Linked DNA regions of Anas platyrhynchos: region 2 is linked to region 1. Evidence: chromatin contacts called from public Hi-C data. All regions are on one chromosome and are shown on one strand. The core of a region is the stretch at or near the end of the contact, and the rest is flanking DNA. Distances in the headings are between cores, read along the strand shown. Region 1 overlaps RHOBTB1 (Rho related BTB domain containing 1). Region 2 overlaps RHOBTB1 (Rho related BTB domain containing 1).

Evidence for each region. A called contact is a pair of places that touch in the nucleus more often than the background predicts.
Region 2: a contact with region 1 is called in a Hi-C map of liver, with 2.3 times the contacts expected there. The contact joins two enhancer-like sites. A contact is called at or near these places in 5 of 8 Hi-C or Micro-C datasets (F5 follicle, liver, skeletal muscle and 1 more).

The regions. Positions count from the first base shown.
Region 1 is chr6:10,315,266-10,320,041 of IASCAAS_PekinDuck_T2T, forward strand. All of the region lies in intron 20 of RHOBTB1 (Rho related BTB domain containing 1), which reads left to right. The region is part of intron 1 of ANK3 (ankyrin 3); the gene reads left to right. Among named protein-coding and RNA genes, the nearest start is that of ANK3, 25 kb to the left of the region's middle. Within about 2 kb of position 2,391, at least 2 of the 8 cell types and tissues checked have an H3K27ac peak or open chromatin away from gene starts, as enhancers often do.
Region 2 is chr6:10,412,197-10,416,972 of IASCAAS_PekinDuck_T2T, forward strand. All of the region lies in intron 21 of RHOBTB1 (Rho related BTB domain containing 1), which reads left to right. All of the region lies in intron 2 of ANK3 (ankyrin 3), which reads left to right. Among named protein-coding and RNA genes, the nearest start is that of ANK3, 120 kb to the left of the region's middle. Within about 2 kb of position 2,050, at least 1 of the 8 cell types and tissues checked has an H3K27ac peak or open chromatin away from gene starts, as enhancers often do.

The DNA of each region.
Region 1 (4,776 bases), core at 1,141-3,640:
TCGGTCTTAAAGTAATAACATTAAGCACCTGCTTTGTGCTTTTGGACATTCAGCTCTATTCCACTGTCTGGTATGTGCTTGTACAAACACACAAACAAAACTTCCTGCATAATGATCTGAGGTGTTACACTTTTAACCCAACTTTTAACCCTTTAACATTTTCTCTGAAACCAGTTACTTTGTCCTCCTTGGCTGACCTCAGATTTACTAATTACTAATTTACTCCACTTGCTAATGATGGTGCACACATTACCTTTACTAAAAAAAAAAAAAGACGGGGTGTGTGTAGTTTTTAGTCTTCTAATGGTGTAATTAAAACCGGATGACATAAAAATGTTTTTGTTCCATTTTTCAGTTGAGGTTTGTTCCCTCAAAACCCTGACAAGGTCTATAATAAGCTTATAAAACTAAATATATATGTTTTGATGATGACCAATAGCTTTAAATTGTTTTGCAAGCTGGATGGTCAGACTCTGTGTCATAGGCAGTGTTTGCTGTCGTCTTTGGATATGGCGGCTCTTGTTCCATATGCATGGAGTTCCACTTCAGCAGAAGTATGGGCAGAGTTCTCTCTTTTTACAAGGAAATATGAACGTGCGTATTTAGTTGCTTTGTGTGTTCAGTGCTTCAAGGAAGCAGCAGACTTGCAATGCAAATGCTATTTTATCTTTCTGCAAATGTGCAGTAAGGCTTGATGTGGCCCTAATCACAGGATTTACTGCATGCATGAAAAGCTTTCTTCATATGTGCTGTAAGGCCTGATGCTTTCTAGAAAGCACAAGGTATGTTGCATGTGGACAGACCAATGAGAGACAGTGCATGCAGCAGGGCTCCTCTTAAAGCCTTGCATTTGTGTATGGCTCAAAAGTACGGTGCCCTGCCCTGCTGGTTCCAGTGCATGTGACAGCACAACATATTTACTGTGCAATTACGCTTAGGAGTTCTTTACCCTTAAATTATTTCAGATTAATGCTTGGATAAAGGTAATTTTCCTTATGCTTAGTAAACTACCTATTCTGTAAAGACACAAATGTTCTTCTGTGACTTACATAGGTAACCTCGCCTTACTCACCAGAAACTGATTTCATTCCATGTTTTTCTCCTTCATAACATTTTCACCTCTGATTTTTTTTTTTTTTTGCCTTCCTTCGATATTGAAGCTCTCCTCTTACCAGCTTTGCTCATTAACCGCTTCCTCTAAGTTACGCTCTATGTACCCAAGCCATTTTTGGGAAGGAAGCAACTTTAATTTCCTGCATATTTTCTCAAAGTAATCACCCATTCTCTCACCCTTTCCCAGACATTACTGTATGGTGTTACTTCGTCATGTTTCACTGACTGTGAAAGTCAAAGAATGACTACCATTTTCAGAAAAGTACTGAAATATGCTCTGAGAACCATGTTCCAGTTATTATTTGTACTTAATACACTATTTCACAAATTCTAGTATTTTTTCCCCTGTATCTTGCATTTTTTTTAATCAAACAAATAGAAGATGCTACAAACAGATTCAATTTTTCACCTGTATACTTCCCTGCTAGGCTTAGAATTATATTTGCCAGTACCAATCCCCCAGTGTCTGCAGCAGAAATGTTAGATTATGTGGCATATGTTTGTATTGTCACAGGACAATTTTAGTTTGCTAAATATTATTTGTATTACCTGATACTGCACACAGAACTTCTTCATGTATGATGGTAATACCAGACACTCATCTTGAAGGAAGTGTCCTGGAGCCCAGACACATGTACTAAGAACAAGAAACCGGAGTCCTGGAGCTCCCAAGGGGTGGATGGTGTTAGCAATTCCAGTGGTAACGTTGCAGCAGCAGCACTAATTTCAATATATAAAAATAAAAGGCCTTATAAGCTTGTACAAGCTTTGGCTTTTATAATATGTGGGGAAGGAGAAACTATAAGGTTTTAGTTATGTGAAATGTCTCTGCTTTTCTCTTCTCCCACCTGTACCAGTCAGTTTAATAAAAGGATAATACCTCTGGTTTATTGTTGGATCTCATTACTACATAATGGCCCTGAGGTTGGTGTCTTTAGGAAATGAATGAAAAGTGTAGGGGAAGGAATAATTCATTCATTGAATAAGTGAAAACAGTAGGAGCAGATCTGAATGATAACCCATTGTTGCTTCCAGTTTATGCAGGAGAATTTTTGTAATAACAAAACGTTGAGCAAGTACATACAGGCAGGCTTTAAATACATCCCTGCCTGTGACAAGGCGTGCCATGCAACACTGTACAGTGTTTTCAATCGCACTATGGTTAATTAAAAGATACTTGCCCATGTGTAGACATCTTGAGAGTGTACATTCCCACAGCAGCCTAGCACCCATGGGCTGGTAAAAAGATGGTAAGAGAAAGTACAAAATTGTCCAGTAGATGGCATGCGGGCCCCACAGTTGCACAACTTGCACAACTCAGCATGGGGCCATCCCTTATGTACTGTTGTGGTTGTGTGCTCTTGTGGCCTCAGTGTTCTTCCACTTTGGACACTTGCATATGTTTAGATGGTATATTTGTATAACACCGAAGATGCACTTGTTTAAACAAGTCATTTATGGAGGACCCAGTTTTGTTCCTCAACACTATCAGATATCATCAGCACACTACATGCCATTAGGAAAGTCCCTCTGAATAAATAGTTTGATAATGACAGATTTAGAGCTTTTTCTTTTGTGTGCGCGCTTAAAAATGCTATGCTTTTTGTGCTGCATTTCACAGAACCTCTCACCTAAAGGTAATGAAATGGCTGCTCTGCTCTAAAGCATGTGCCTCTGATGGCTGTTCCCACGTATAATCTTTAAGTGAACTGGCTAAATCAACACTCAAAAGACTTACAGCTTTGTGTTGCCTTGTATGCTTTTATTTGCATTAATTTAACCAATGACATTTGGAAGTGAATGCCTTGTACCTAAAATGCATCACTAATAGTTTTTTAATATCCCAGTGGATAGTTGTTGAATGAGACATTAGAAAGAAGGAAAGCTCATCCACTTGTGCACAAACCTGAGGTCCTTTCACTCCCTTCTGAGAAAATCAATTTGTAAATATGTTGCTCTTGCATTAATGTCCTGGTCTAAGATGAGTATGCTTTGTCTGCAATGAAGACAGCATATCTAAGTACTACCTCTTCCTAGCTTTTAGTGGTACAGATTGCCTCTAAGTAGAGGCAGTATTAGCTCATTTTCTTTTTTCCTGCAGTGTGTTACGTATGTCTCCCTTAGTTTGCCTTTCTCTGATTATTGAAACTTCCTTTCACAATTTTATGAGCGTAGCAGGTCTCAAGTACCACTTTTGATGTTTATGACCTGTCCCTAAAGTAAAACATCTATTCAATATCTGAAGTATAAGAATGTGGAAAATGTAGCAGGTCATAGCAAGCTAAATATATTAACTGAGTAGAGGGATTTAAAAAATGCAGAAAGGTGTCATGTTCTTCATAAACAAGAAAACAACAAAAAAAAAAGGTAATGAGAAGGATTAAGATGATTTAAGGTTCTAATAGCTCAAAGTGACTGGTGCAGACCTTAATATGTATTTTTTACACGGGACTTCCCCCAACTTACTGAAGATGGGATCTTTTTGAGTTACTAGAATCTCCTTAGTTACATAGAGATGAATTACTCTGATGCTCTTGTCTGTTATCTTTGGGAAAAGGTGTCTTGTTAGGTTCTGAATTTGCCCCACTTTCTTGTCATCTTTAGCAGTAGAGACAGGTGTGGTGGTGGTGTTGTGGTTTTTTTTTTTTTGTATAAGTTCTTCCTTGCGGTTTCCAGAGCAATGCAGGGAAGCCTACAGATACTGTCCCACTCCAGTCACATTGTGCGTGCATCCTACATATCTAAGACCACTTTTCTGTGTGTGTGTGCCCTGGCATGCAAGGAAAGTGATTAAGTAGATGCAAAGATGAAATAGAATAGTATTCTAATTATGTGGGCTTGGGAACAGGCGTGTCTCAGAAGCAGCCCTTCACATACATGGCCCAAGTGGATTTCCAAAGAGTTCTTAACACTCTTCATATGTAAGAACTGAAATGAGCAGTACATGGTTGTATGCATTTTGCATATATTGTGCATGCTCAGTGCCATGCAGTGGGAGAGTCAAAAGGTTCCTTACATAGGTGGTCCAGGTCACTTTAGCTCCACAGTACAATCTGCTTTAAAAAAAAAAAAAGACAAAAACCAAACCAACCTACCTTTAATTCACTGGAGAATGTCATAAAATATTTTTTGAACACGTCTTTTTTTTTTTTTTTTTAAATAGCAATTGCCATTGTCAACCTCAGATTAGTGTAATACTGTATTTTCCTTTGTAGGAGACAATGTCAAACTACCCTTCATGTTTCCTCATATATAAAGCAGTTCCAAAGAAAGAGGAGTGCAAGAGAACAAGGATAACCAATCAGTTTGGGGTAGGGGAGTGGAGGGAGAGCACCAAAATATTCAGGGAAAATGTGGATTGAAATAAAAGGCTAGTGTCTGCAATGCATTCACGTGTGCTGCTGTGTAAACTTGCAACTTAACGCAAATCCTTTCTTCCTATCTGCTGGTTCCTACTGAAATTAGGTCTGTAAGTGCTGACAGAAGGAAAGCTGGGTTTGTGTATTAGGTATTGTAGTATTTAGTGGACTAAAAGTGGTTAAGGACAAAACAGAATTCAGTGCTGTGCAATCAGGTTAGATGTAAAAAGACAAAGTTTGCATTGAGTAATGCTGTGTTATTACAGCAGTAATGCAAGCTCTGTTCCTCTGCAGAAAACTCTGT
Region 2 (4,776 bases), core at 800-3,299, 97 kb after region 1:
AACCTGCATCCTTACGTACAACAAGGAACCCTTGCTGCTGTTCTGTCTTGATGTCTCAATTCCAGTTGGTTTGAGCTTTAAAACGAGTTCTGATACTTTGCTGGTGCTAAATCTTACTGTTAATAAGCATTGCAGTGGACAGTCAAAATGATGTATATTTCAGATATATGATGGTATATATTCAGATAAAATGATGGTATATTTCAGATATCTCCATTTACTTTTGTAAAGAATTTTTCTGAAAATAGATAAAGAAATCTGGTAAAATTAGTTGTTATATATCATGTAAAAATGATCTAGATGCAACTTGATCGGGGAAGTCACTATGAAGATCAAGCTTTTTTTCTTCAAGCAAGTTCAGAGAGATGATGCCATGAACAAATAACTGTTAGATAGCACTCAGGACTTGAGGGGAAAATGGCCACATGCTTGCTATAACCAATGTTTCTGTGAGTGTGCTGTTTTGCCTGAAGACTTCTTTTTGCTAACCAGAAATGTCAGTGAAAATGATGCAAATTGACAAGATGCGGCAGTATACCCTGTAGTTTACGGAGATGATTAGGATAATGCATCATCATGTTTCATTGTGAGCCATAATGCAGTGAAATATTGCTGGCTGGATTAATGGTGACTGCAGATGTGTTTAAAACTCAGTCTTATGAAATGCCTCCACTCTGGTTTGGCTTTTTAGTGCCACCAGAGAAGACCGTGCTATTAGCTGACTTGGTTTGGAGAACTGCATAGGAAAGAGGATTCAGAGGCTTTGCTGTGGCTAGTTTTGTTTTACCCGTGCGTCTGAATTTCTGGTAGCTCCACAAAGAATGTAGAGACTGTCAATGCAGCTGACATTAGTATTAGGAGGAACTTTCTGCTAATTTATAAGGAATCGTTAGTACGTGCTGAGTCAAGAAGCTTCTTAAGTTTGTGTAAATGGGGAGTGGACAGACAATTTAGGAGATTAATTCGAACTCAGATACCTGAGATGCTGACCTTTTTCTTCTTTGTGCATCAATGTATGTGTGATAAAGATTGGTCTACTCAGGTTAAAATAAATAAAAATGGAAGAATAATTTCCGCCAGAAGCAAACATTTAGGGAGAAGTGTTCTTCACATTCTTTAAATAAATTCTGTAAATGTAATGTGAAATGTCATGTGCTGGAATGTAGGATATATAGCAATAGAAGTCATTCCAATATATTGCAATATCTTGCAAACTCTGCCAAAATGGTGTGTGTGTATATATATATATATATATATATATATATATGTTTAGGTTGTGTCTACTCAAATAGCTTGATCAGAATATTATCATGTTGCATGAAAAAATGGAACATCTAAGGGCAATTTGGAAGCCTTTACCCTGTTAGAATAAGAAAAAATATGGAGGGGGGCGAAGTTGCATACAATTACATACTTGTTTGTAAGTGGTAAGGATTTTTCTATGAGCAACCCATTTTTGCCACCCTGTGGACAGAAAATGTATGTCATGATTTTGATTTTTAGTTATTCAGAACCTGTGAGAGAGGCTGAAATCAATGAAGATCAGTTACTTACACAAATTTTGACCTATAGGCTCTGTGGCATTTAAAACATTATTTAAAGTTGGAGTTGGCTGTTTTCATTTTACATTGTATTGGCAAAAGTCTCAGATCAATTTTTTGCTGTTTGCAGCAACCACTTCAAAACAGCTCTTCCGTCACTCCAGTATCAAGGGTAATTCCCTGCCATGCTCTTTGCCAGCATGTGGTGGAACTATCCTAGGAGGTATAAATGAAATGGTTATAAATGCTCCCTTCTGTCATGTTGTTCCTCCTTCTCCTACCTCCCTTTCAAAACAAAAAGACCAAACCATACACACAAGTGTGTGTGGACACAAAATAAACCAACCCCATCCCACAAAAAAGTCCTCCACAACCTATAAAAACGAGGTCAAGGTCAGTGTTGTTCGTCGTGTTTTTTCTTTGCCATGTCTGACTAACTGCTGACTGGGGACCAGATGTGAGCAGCCTGTATTCTTCTCCTCTGCTGCTCACTAACCAAGAGGTTACACTGAGCAGGGCAAACCGTCAAGCTACCTATTCAGAGAAAAAAAAAAAAAAAAAAAGCTGTAACAAATACTTTTTCCTGAAAAGTATCCCCGTGATGAGCTAACTGTGAACAATATTGCACAAGTAAGCAATAGTCTCTAGAATTAGTGCTGACCATGAATGCGCAGCAGCTTATGCTGCGTCCTTCCTGCCTGCAGTGAGCAGCCTGGAAAACCAGTGGTCAGCTCCTAGGCTGCAAAATCATTCAATTTTTGCAAGGCTGGATTAGTCCCTGCCTTGTGCATGGGCATTGATTTGGGTTTGCTGCTGTTAAAGAGGCACAGACCCTAGCCTCCCACAAGTGCTCGTGTACTGTACATGTATTTTATAGCAAAATTTTGTTAATTCTTTTCCTAGTTATTTGCAGGGCATTCAAGCTGATATTTGCACATGAGAAGCAGTCTTACTCTGAGGTCGGTCTCATTTGTCTGTCTAGCTTTGTGGACATGATAAAAACATGAAAGAGACGATTGGGCTTGAGGTTCAGAAAATGAAGGAAAAAAAGGCATTCCTTATCTCATACCTTATCTTTATGTCTTAAGATGAGGCGTAAAGAAGGCATTTATCTTGAACACAGTTCTGCACTGGCACTCTTAGCCTCAGTGCTCATAGCCATCTTCCCATACTTCCCACAAATCCCAGCTACAGCAGCAGCAAGATATTTTGATACTCGTGACACGATGCATTCTGATATGGTGGTTGTATTGTTGACTTGCTTCTTAAACTGACAAGGGCATGTTGATTGTGAGTTCTGTCTAGACAGATGTCGGTTTTTCTTACTGATCATCAGCAGACAAGATCCCGGGTTTGCATCTTGCCTGAAAGCATGGGACCTTGGGATAACAAAAGGAAGATGCATTCTGCTTTTGTTAATTTCTTTTGTTTGTTTGTTTTGAGGTGTGGAAAAGGTTGTAGAAAAGTCAGGGAGAGAGAGGAGCTGTGTTTCTGGGGGAAATGCCACGTGTTCCTTATTCTGAAGTAATTCCCATGTATTTATATGCGTGTTGGGAATTCTTAAGTTTGAAGTATGCCATTTGTGGCACGTTTTCTCTCACCCCAGTCTGAATGATGAGAAAACAGTGCTTTTCTATGATTGTTTTTGAATTGTCACATTGACCCATTTAAACTACTGGGCTACGTTGACAGGCTTGAAGAGAAGAACACTGCTTGATTATCTATAGGGTATCTCCAGATAAAGCTGTATCCAGCTTTCCTTTATTTATTAAATGTAAAGTTTTAAAGTGTTGATGATTAAATGCAGCCTTCCAGTCTTTGGTGGATATTAGATATTGCTCCATAATGATTTTAAATATTGTCAGAATAAACCAAAGATTGTTAAGTTCTATCCATGCACTACTTAAATCTTGACCTCTAATTTTGCTGTATCACAGCAACAGTATCGCTATGTCCTGAAATGTAAGAGCTAATGGTCATTCTTACTGGCTTTTGCTTTTTGCTTCCTTCTCACAGATGATTCATTCCCATAAAAACAGCATGGCAGAGAACTGAAACATGCAGTGTGATCGATGCCATTTGTCTTGACTTATGGCTAAAAGGAAGAAAAAAAACCTTATAGCCCTAAGCCAATCTACAGATAAAAATTAAATGAAAATGAGGTTGAAAAATGTGTTGTGTGAGGCTGCACCTCCAGTTCTTCTATTTTGCACGTTTTTTAATACTTGACATACAAAAAGGCTGGTGAAAAAAAGAACTTTTTTTTTTTTTTTTTTCAAGAATTGTAGTAAAGAATTCATAGTTAGGTTTGGCTAGTAGGTTTGGTTGTAGTCATAGTTGGAACAAAAAATATTTTAAGGCACATGCCTATTTTGCAAAGGTTACTTAGATCAGCTGAGAGCATGGGATTTCTCCTTCAGAAGCAGTTTGGAAGCTGGGAGGCTGAGGTGTGGGAATAAGAGCTGCAAGAGCAGTTCTGATACAAGAAGCACAGAAGGTGCCTTGTGCTCTGGTGCCCTGGGGCTTACACCCTAGGCAGCCAGTCACAGTTGGTGGAACTGCCTTGCAAGCAGCTTGAGGAGGTAGCGAACTAAAGTTAAAAACAAATCTAAAAATGTGCCTAGCAGGCAGCACTCCAGCTAGAGTAAGAAGTCGTCTCCCCCCCACAGGCAATCAGAGAAAAAGAAAAGAGAGACACTGATGGGTGTACATCTGAAGTATTTGTAATTGTTTAACTATAGAGAACGCAAAGCATTAGTATTCTCATGCAGTGTCTCACATAAAAATACACTGCATAAACTGTGAACATAGAAGTTCAGAAGCAGAATGTTGTGGCAATACATGTTGTGGAGAATGATGTTCCATGAATCACACCAAAGTAGATCTTAGTGTTCAAGCATTGGCTTTTGGCATTGTTGAACTTGACAGCTATCTAAAGGCAAATGGATGTTATCCAGGCTACCTGAAGGCTGGCTACCAGCCTGCACACTAGTACAGTCTCTAAATCCTTTGGCATAAAACAGGCAGCTAATAAGCATGGATGCTGTTTTCCTTCCAATGCCCCCTCTCATTGTGACTGTCAGACTATTATTTCACTTGTCAAGCAGTTGTTCAGGCAGCTATTCATTTACATTGTGTTTTTTCCTGTCCAGACATCAGCAAGTCTAGTGGTCATTTCAGGCCCTGCAGCTACTCCTCTCTGGTGAAGATAAACAGAGATTTTGCAGCCTGATGA